2 separate regions of the Zea mays genome follow, and region 2 is linked to region 1. Evidence: chromatin contacts called from public Hi-C data. All regions are on one chromosome and are shown on one strand. Each heading gives the region's core, a stretch centred on a gene start, on an enhancer-like site or on the middle of the called end of the contact. The rest is flanking DNA. Distances are from core to core; before and after follow the strand shown. Region 1 holds the start of LOC542312 (xyloglucan endotransglycosylase homolog 1). Region 2 has its middle 11 kb from the start of LOC100191584.

Region 1 (4,677 bases), core at 1,189-3,688:
TCCGTCCATACATATCCCACAAGTGTAGCTCGGGTTCAGAAAAGACATCGGTGGGACGGAGAGTGGTGCCTATCTTTAATTTACCTGTCATTTCTGTCAAAGCAAAGCAATCCATCGATGGGTGGCGAGTGACCGGCCCATTCTGAAGTCGATCCAGCAACAGCAATTGGCGCCTCCACTACCACTTGGTCCGTCGATAGAGACGGGTGTGATGAAGATGAAGGCGTAGGTCGATGCATGCATGCATGGCCTAATACTATTTGCACGAATTGCTTGCTTGCTGTTGCTGCCTTCTTCTTTTGCGGGAGATAGATAAGTTTAGCTAGAGCTATATAGCTGCCTGCAGGGAGCTAGTAGTAGTGTGTGTAGTGTGTGGATATGATGCAGGTGAAACGGGATGGGCAGGTGCAGGTGATATGGTATCTCTGCATGGATGATGGATCAAGTCGGTGCAGTGATACTCCCCTAGCTAGCCCTCTAGAGGCCTGCCTACAAGCAAGGTTAATAATATAGTCTATAACGGATTTTTATAATGTTACCATATAGACTATAGCTAACAGAAAACAATGCCACACATCTTTATTACTTGATGCAACTTCCGTACAAAATAACTAAATAAATTATATAGAGAGGTCTCCCATGGCGACTTTTCTTTGCCGAGTAACAGACGGAACTCGACAAAGTCAAGTCTTTGCCGAGTGCCCAACATAAAAGTACTCGGCAAAAAAAGTTGTTGCTGATGTACAGTTCGCCGAGACTTTTTTGCCGAGAGTTCACAGTCGGCAAAGACTTTGTCGAGTGTTTTCTGGACACTCGACAGAGAAGTTGTGTCCGGTAGTGAATGAAGTCATCCATATGGAAAAGGTTCCCCGGGGTGCAGGGCCAAAAAGCTTAGCATAATAACTAGTAGCATGTTCGAGCATATATTCATCTCCTTCAATCCTTTGGCCATTGTCGTCAAAGAAGAGGATAGCACTTTTCTTTTTCCTTCCACTTGCAATTCTATAACCGTCTTATAAAATTTGTCTTTTTAGTTTATATAATGTATAACAAAAAAGAAAAAAAAACATATATAATGCTCTCTTTACTTTCCATAAAAGATATCAAACCTTACTTTCCAAAAAAAACGCATGCTCAAGAGTTGGATTTTTTTTTGGCGGTAAACGGCTATATATATATGTAGGCATGGTAGTCAGACTCTCAGAATTTTTCTAAAACATAGCAATGTCCACAGCTAGCTACAGCTGGAGCGCTAGCTAGCTAGCTGTTATTTCTTATCCAAGTCGTGTGTACGTTGTGCGTGATATACAGTCAGATGATTTTGAAAGACAGTAACAGCATCCGATACGGCAGACCGTACCGTCGTCTCCGAGTCACCGACCAGAAATACTGCTGCAGTGCATGCCACCAGTGCGTTCGTGGCGCATTATTCAGATGGTTGAAAGGCTGCTGTGGACGAGCCATTCGCAGAGACGATAAACACATATACATCGATCGATGTATACCGTGATGCACTACGGAACAAGCAGCAGCAAATTGGCCGGGATCGGTTCATCCCTTTTGGAATGTGATGCATGCATAGTGCAATGTGTGCCATGCATATATGCATGTCGTTACACTGTACTGTGATTGATACTCCTTCGATTCCAGCCTTTTAATTCGTAAAATGTAACCTTTTAGGTTGCTAAACGATTGTAATTACTAGGAAAATGTAATTCATACGTAGTTAATCTGATATTGCTTAATTTTTTAGTACTGTTAGTAATTTTTTATATATCAATCAAACCTGAACTTGTTTGAACTTAACAAAAAAAAAAAAACAAAACTACCTTGCAAGAAGGAAGTACTCACCCATCGTCTTCAATTTCTTTTTCTTTTTATTATTCATTTTCGTGTGTGTGTGCTGCAGGCAGTTAAACAGTCCCATAAATTTCCCCGCTAAAGATAGCTAAGAATGAACAGGACGTGTGCATAGATGGAGCCCAGCATACTATACGTACGTACTACCTAATCCCAATCATATGCTTGCTCCTAATAATCCGCCGCCTAACACACCACCCACCACTGTTCCTCTAGTACTTTGCTAATACCACGACCAAAATGCAAGGCAAGCTGCTGGCTAGATTATCCATTCTGCCAGCAGTTTCATCACAACCATGCATATCATGCATGCATGGCATGCGCAGCTAGCTGCAATCTGCATGCGAATGCGTTCGAGGCTCTCGGTTCGGTCGCACACGGCTCTTCATGATCCCTCCTCCCTCTTCCGCTGTGCGCGAGCGAAACAGCTGACGTCCTGACGCGAACACACACGCGGACACGCCCGCCCGCCGAACAATCCTGTGCCGCCGTTGGGCGCTTTCGTCGCACGCCGCAGCTAGATAGAGACCCGGCCGAACAAAACGAACGAATGCCCGGACGCAAACCTGGAGCCGATCGATCCAGGCAAGAGCCGTGTGTGCGTGGCTCCGTACGTCTGCCCCGCCGCGTCAACGTCGGCGTCGTGGACGGGCGGCGCAAGCCATCATATCGGATGGATGGCGCAGCCAGCTCACGCCACCCCTGGGTTGCGAGACGATATGATCCATCGACCGATCGATCATCCTCTCTGGTCCAATCCAACCATATATCCGCCCGGCCGGAAGCGTCAATCCGGCCGGCGCGAGCTATAAATACCGCGGCTCGGTCGCCTCTTCGTCGTCGTCGTCGTCGCATCGCACGCACCATCGTCCTGCCGATCGATCGCAGCCAGCCAGTCTTGCTGAGAGACGAACTGAAGCCTGAAGTGAACCGATCGATCGATCGATCGAGCGAGCGAGCTCCCATGAAGGCGTTGATTCTGGCGGCGGTGCTGCTGCTGCAGCACGGGGGAGCCGCGAGCGCCGGCGGCAACTTCTACCAGGACGTGGACATCACCTGGGGCGACGGCCGCGGCAAGATCCTCGACAACGGCCAGCTCCTGACGCTGTCCATGGACAGGTCCTCCGGCTCGGGCTTCCAGTCCAAGGCCCAGTACCTCTACGGCCGCTTCGACATGCAGCTCAAGCTCGTCCCGGGGGACTCCGCCGGCACCGTCGCCACCTTCTATGTACGTACTACTACGTACATACTACACCGCCGCCGCCTCCTCGTCCTAGCTTCGTATATATTCGCTGTCGTCTCTCTCTCTCGCGCGCTGAACACATGTCGTCGGTCACGCACGCACGCGCACAGCTTTCGTCGCAGGGTTCGCAGCACGACGAGATCGACTTCGAGTTCCTGGGGAACGCGAGCGGGGAGCCGTACACGGTGCACACGAACGTGTACAGCCAGGGGAAGGGCGGGCGGGAGCAGCAGTTCCGGATGTGGTTCGACCCCACGGCGGCCTTCCACGCCTACTCCGTGCTGTGGAACCCCGCCCACGTCGTCTTCTACGTGGACGGCGTCCCCATCCGGGAGTTCCGGCGCCGCGGCGACGGGACCGTGCCGTTCCCGACGTCGCAGCCGATGCGGGTGTACGCCAGCGTGTGGGACGCGGAGGAGTGGGCCACGCAGGGGGGGCGCGTCCGGACCGACTGGTCCAAGGCGCCCTTCGTCGCGTCGTACCGCGGGTACGCCGCCGCCGGGTGCACCGCGCCGGACGCCGCCGCCTGCGCGCGCTCCAACGGCGCATGGATGTCGCAGGAGCTCGACAGCGCCGGCCAGGAGCAGCTCCGCCGGGCGCAGGCCAGCTACATGATCTACAACTACTGCACCGATAAGTACCGGTTCCCGCAGGGCCCGCCGCCCGAGTGCTCGTCGCCGGCCAAGTAGTAGATGAGTAGAATTGATCGGATACAGAGAGCAATCAATTAATTAAATCGACCCGTCGCTTGGTTTTTGGTTTACACATTGTACTACGGCATAAGTTCGGCGGATATATGTATACGTAGACGGCTAGACGCCATGCATGTGTCTTGGCATGTATCGTATTCGTATATATCGTAATTCGTATGTACCTCAGTATACCTGCATCGTACATTTACATGCATATATATCTCCCTATATATAAATATATATGGTTTTATTACACGGGAAGAATGGCTAGCTGCACCGACCGAATATTATTGGCTTTGTTGTCGGACCGACTGCGTCAAGCCGGCCGTCAACACGGCAACGTTCGCTTTGTCAAAAGGGGCTTTGACAAGAACCTGTGGAGGGCGCGCGATTGTCAAAACCGTGCACTGGAAACCCTGCGCACAGCACACGTACTAACCGGAAGAATCCAACACGTATACTAAAGCTTTGGCGCCGCGGAGACGGGACGACGACCGGGCTCTCCGCATTTGGGCCGGAAATTGCCAGTGGGCTGAATGTCACTGAAATGTCTACGCATGCGTACCGCCCATTCTCGCTTCCATAACTGGACTGGGCCGCATGCAGCCCCTTTTGATGGCGATGTGGCCGGTAACTCTGAACGCCGATTTGGCCCGACAGAAGCAAGTAGGAGGACATGATTTATTTTATACTGGTATGCACAACACTATGTTAGCCATAAAAATACTTTAGGGACTCATGCACATCATTCATCATTTAGAGCAAGTAGTTGACTTCAGATCAACAAGTAAAATGACCATCAGGGTTCAGTGCTCACAAGGACATTTACTGGTTGTTGTTTTGTTCTTTCAAAAGCATAGAAAAAATGTGTGTGCATATAAT
Region 2 (4,677 bases), core at 1,626-4,125, 130 kb after region 1:
AGGAATCATAAGGGTACATAAAAAATGACTTTATGTCAAATAGAGAATTGTGTTATTTAAAAGCTACAAGTGTCGACACATACATCTCAGCAATTGTATATGCACTCCAAGTGATCCAAAAGACTATGGCCATAGCAGAGCACGAGTATGCTCAAACTGGATCTTGTTGAGTGATACAATGTTGCAGAGATAGCCTTGCTCACCGGAAAGAAGTGTTAACTTATTTTCACTTCAAGGTATCTTACTGTGGATACAAGTTTGTTTTCATGGACTTGGAAACAATGAGGTGGTGAGAAAGCATGGCTAGTAGCAACTGGGTTTATACGCAAACCCAAGCATTATTTTAATGTTATAAATTCTCTTCTACTGTGAGTAGTAAAATTCCGATACAATACAAAGGGCAGTAAATCATCTATCTGTGCAGTTGATAGATGTAGTGACAACATGTGCATATGTGGTCACTGGATTATGGTATTTATGGAGTCTTGAAGGATTCCAAATACATAATCACCAATCACAAATTTGCAATGCTTGGAAAGTCTTTGTGACTTAGAGCATCCTGGTCAAATATGGTACATTTGACCTAGTGAATCCTTCCTTCTGAAAGGATACACAAAGAATGGTATGTTCAGTGTAAATATGTGCAGCATATTTTAAACATACATTACTTATCGACGGAGTTCGAGATAGGTGATATGAATTGTAAGAGATTTCAATTCAAAGTAAACTATCTTGAGTATCTTGGATACTAAGTTGTCTATATCCAACATATATCGAAGAAATTCAATATAATGGAATCATAGTCATTTGATTCTTTCAGATCATGAGATGTGCTATTATATCTTGCAAGAGCATCCGGCCGGATATTGCTTTGCAATGATTTGCTAGCTAACAGCACATGAGATCGAGTTATGATCTCCAGGTGTACTCATGCTCTCCTTATGTTTGGATATATTGATCTTGGATATCTATAAAAGATCCCCAGGTACAAGATCAATGACATACTTCTGGTAAGTTGGACCTACTGTTTGATAAATGTTGATCAACAGAGATTAATGGTCACTTACACTAATCATTCTATAGTACACTTCGTGGGATTGTACAGAATGGTATACTACATACTGAGGGTATGTGGTGGTCATGATTTTATATCATTGACCTTATTATCTATGAAGATAATATACTTTGTGTTGTTTAGATGAAAAACAAGTTACGAACTAAGTCTCTACCTTACTCCACATTTTTAATGTGTTTGAGAACATGTATGGGATGTCTTAGTGATTTGCCAAGATCAGGGGGAGTTTTTCCTCTTGATCTGAAGAACTTGTTTCTGCATCATGTTGTACTCTTTTCTTTGCATGAGTTTTCTCCCTGTTTGGGTTTCTCATTCAAAGTTTTTAACGAGGCAACATCAACACAAGGCCTATGTCGTATCATCTATTTTTTCCGTAGAGATTTTCAAGGATGATACATTATGACATAGTTATTGTTGTATTTGAACTAGGATGAGTTTATCTCCCTAGAGTTCAAATGAATCAACAATAGAGTATGACTACTCTCCTTATTTCTCCCACTGGGTTTTTAAGGAGACTCAGCTAATATGTTGATTTCTCAGATTTTCTGGCAAGATTATCTTGGAGAAATATTAGCCTGAGTTATATGTCTCATCATTTATTTTCCCCACGGGGGTTTTTGAGATGATGACTATAGACATATTATTGTTCTTTGGGCTAGAGGTCCATGGAAGAACAATGGCATACCATGGTTCAATTGAACCACAGACAATTATCTATAAGGATAATTAAGCTTGTGTTGTTCAGATGGAAACAGGTTATATCAGGAGCAACATTAATAAGCATATTGCTCCTAAATTGTATTATTCATCTTGCAAACAAAGTCTTGTGATAATCTTGCTGATCTATTTACAAAATCTCTACCATACTCAACGTTTTCAGAAATGTGTTGAGGTGATTGGTATGAGAAGACTTAAGTGCTTGCAAGATCAGGGGGAGTAATTCTCCGTGATATTCGACCTGTTTTGTACCATCATATTATACTCTTTTCTTTGTATGAGTTTTGCCTTGTTAAGGTTTTCTCATCCAAAGTTTTTAATGAGGTAATATCAACCAAGCTATATGCTTCATCATTGACTTTTCCCCACAGAGGTTTTTATGAATGATGATTACATGCATATTTTTCTTTTGGAGGTCAGTGTGAGTTATACTCATAATCCAAAAGACATTGTGTACTCCTTATTTTTCCCACAGGGTTTTTGAGGAGATAATATCTTAGAAGACAGCTGACAGATGATCAAATGGACTTGGATTGATAAAGGGGGAGTGTTACAATATTTTGTGACCAATCCAAGGGGCTTGACGAATACATCCCCAAAGGACACACCTCTTGGGGATGACCCCTGTTATTGTATATAAATCTGTCTTCCCTGCAATAAAGCGGATACAACTGTCATTTTGTCTCTCTTTCAATCTCGTTACCACTGAGTATACTCAACAGCGATCACCGGCGTGATGTAGATCCATGGTGTAGTAGTAGCACGCGACAGGGCGGTTCGCGCGAGGCCAGCAAGGTACGGCGCACGCGTGCGGGTGTTGAAGGTGTGTGTGTGTGTGTTTTTTTTTCTTCGCAATGGAATAGAGATCGGAAATTAAATCACAAATCCAAACCAGAAATTAGCGAACGAAAACGAAGTAGGACTTTTCGGAAAGGCTAGGGGACCTTCCAGTACACACACGAACCATCGATTATTGCAATTCTCTGTAGCATGCGAACACACACGGAAAAACCAGCGGGCCAAATCTTCTATCTCTCTCTCACTATCTGGGCTAAGCCTCAGTTCCTTGAGGACGGAACTTTCCCGCGTTATGGTCCGATTATGGGCCGAGGAGGTTGGCGTCCATGGTTCACCAACCGAGAGCAGCGGCCTAGTGGGTTGGCGAAAAAAATGACATTTTTTTTCTATATACTCATGGTCCACGGAGGACCGGCTGCTGCAGCTCCGGTCTCCGCGGGTTGCTGTTGTCCAGTTCCGCCGGCCTTGGGGCTGCCGTCGAGTTGCGCCCGGCACGAGACCGACCGATCGAGCATGGCATTTGTCGTGACGAGGCCTGCCTGGCGCCGGGCCACCTGCCGGCACGCAAGTCGTGACGAACGCAGCGCCCCCAGCTGCTGACGCGACGACGAGCAGCCCATGGTGGGCGTGGAGCCGTGGATGCATGCACAGCCCCGGCTGTGTGGCCGCCTGGCCGGTGATCATTGCCCTCAGCTGCTGCCACGCAATGCATATGCATGCACGAGTGGCTGACAGCGAGCTAATGATGGACGGGCGCGTCCTCTGTCGCTTCGTGGGCAGAGATCTGATCGAGTGGCTGGGATCGACGGAGCCGTACCACCGCCGCATGCACAATCATCGAGTCATGCACCGGCACTGATGGAGATTGTGCGCTTCGTTCTGGACGGACGATGCGGCAGCGACGCTACCTTCTACCTACCTACAGCCGCCGCAGTTTCACCTGCTAATGTGCATTCCCGCTGAGAGCCCACGTACGAGTGGCCCTATAGCTTGCATTGTTGCATACTTGCATGTGTTGCTGAAGCCTATAGATGGTCTTTTGACACTAACACGATGGATCAGTTCTGACACAGCACGAAAAAGAATGGTCTAGACACGATCCAACCCGACTAGTATAGTACCAGTGACTGGGCTAGTATAGTTGCCGGTTTGTTGGCCATCTATACTGAAGCCAAATGCCATGATGACACTTCAATTCTCCATGCCCAATTAACCGCGCGCGCGGTTGCGAGTGAGCTTGAAGGGTTAAGTAAACTTGTGCTACTCGCTCCATCCGCTAGCTAGCTCCTGGATGGTCTGCTCTGTCTGGCTACGACCTGTGCTCTACTCTATCTGAGGACGACGACGACAGGACTCATTCGTATTGCATTGCGATGCGATGCAGGCGGCGCTACGTTTGCCTGCCCCGTCTCTGCGCCGCGCTAGTCTGGCACTCGAGTGGTAAGCAGCAGAACACATGACGAACTCCACGCACCCCCTGACCAGCAGAAATGGATATGATGGTTTCACCCGCCAGAGACGACGTGGATAAACAACACACAGCAAAGTTCCAGCGGCAGCGCCTGCAAACTGTGCTTAGCGCGCCACGCATCATGGGTAGAAAGCAAGCACAGGCCGGCCGCGGGGAAAAAAATTTGATGTAGCCAGGCTGCAAACCAAGCTGTTTGCAGCCCTAAAAAAAAGGATAAACTCACCAAATAACGTTTTAGTTGTGTTATTGACATATTCTTCTTTTTTGATGGACTACAAACAATCTGGTTTACAGCTAGGCTGCATCAAATTTTTTTCCGGCCGCGCTACATGGCAAACTGTTGCCGTGTCCCCACCCGGATAAACATCATGGGGGCACACTGAAATTTGGCACGTTTCCAAATATCTCAAGGAGCCGCTCACCTGTTGTGAAGCCTACTATCATCATCGCATCGCAGCTAGCAGAGGTACAGCTAGCTAGCTCAATCATGCACAGACAAGTAACGTCCATTCGGACTGTTAGTACACAAGCGTTGGAAAAAAAATATATACTACTACATGCAACAGTCCTCCGAGTTTGCTTGCTCTGACTGACCCTGATCGAAAACTGCAGCTCA

The links. A called contact is a pair of places that touch in the nucleus more often than the background predicts.
Region 2: a Hi-C map of leaf shows a contact between it and region 1, with 2.3 times the contacts expected there. The contact joins the enhancer-like site here to the promoter of LOC542312 in region 1. A contact is called at or near these places in 4 of 25 Hi-C or Micro-C datasets (bundle sheath, endosperm, leaf and 1 more).

The regions. Positions count from the first base shown.
Region 1 is chr5:55,771,471-55,776,147 of Zm-B73-REFERENCE-NAM-5.0, forward strand. It overlaps LOC542312 (xyloglucan endotransglycosylase homolog 1), which reads left to right and starts at 2,439. Exons shown (of 2, transcript NM_001111897.3): 1 at 2,439-3,088; 2 at 3,214-4,056. The coding sequence starts at 2,534. The coding sequence ends at 3,792.
Region 2 is chr5:55,904,311-55,908,987 of Zm-B73-REFERENCE-NAM-5.0, forward strand. No RefSeq gene overlaps it. Among protein-coding and RNA genes, the nearest start is that of LOC100191584, 11 kb to the right of the region's middle. Within about 2 kb of position 2,876, at least 20 of the 20 cell types and tissues checked have an H3K27ac peak or open chromatin away from gene starts, as enhancers often do. A contact at or near this core is called in bundle sheath, endosperm, leaf and 1 more, where this site is marked.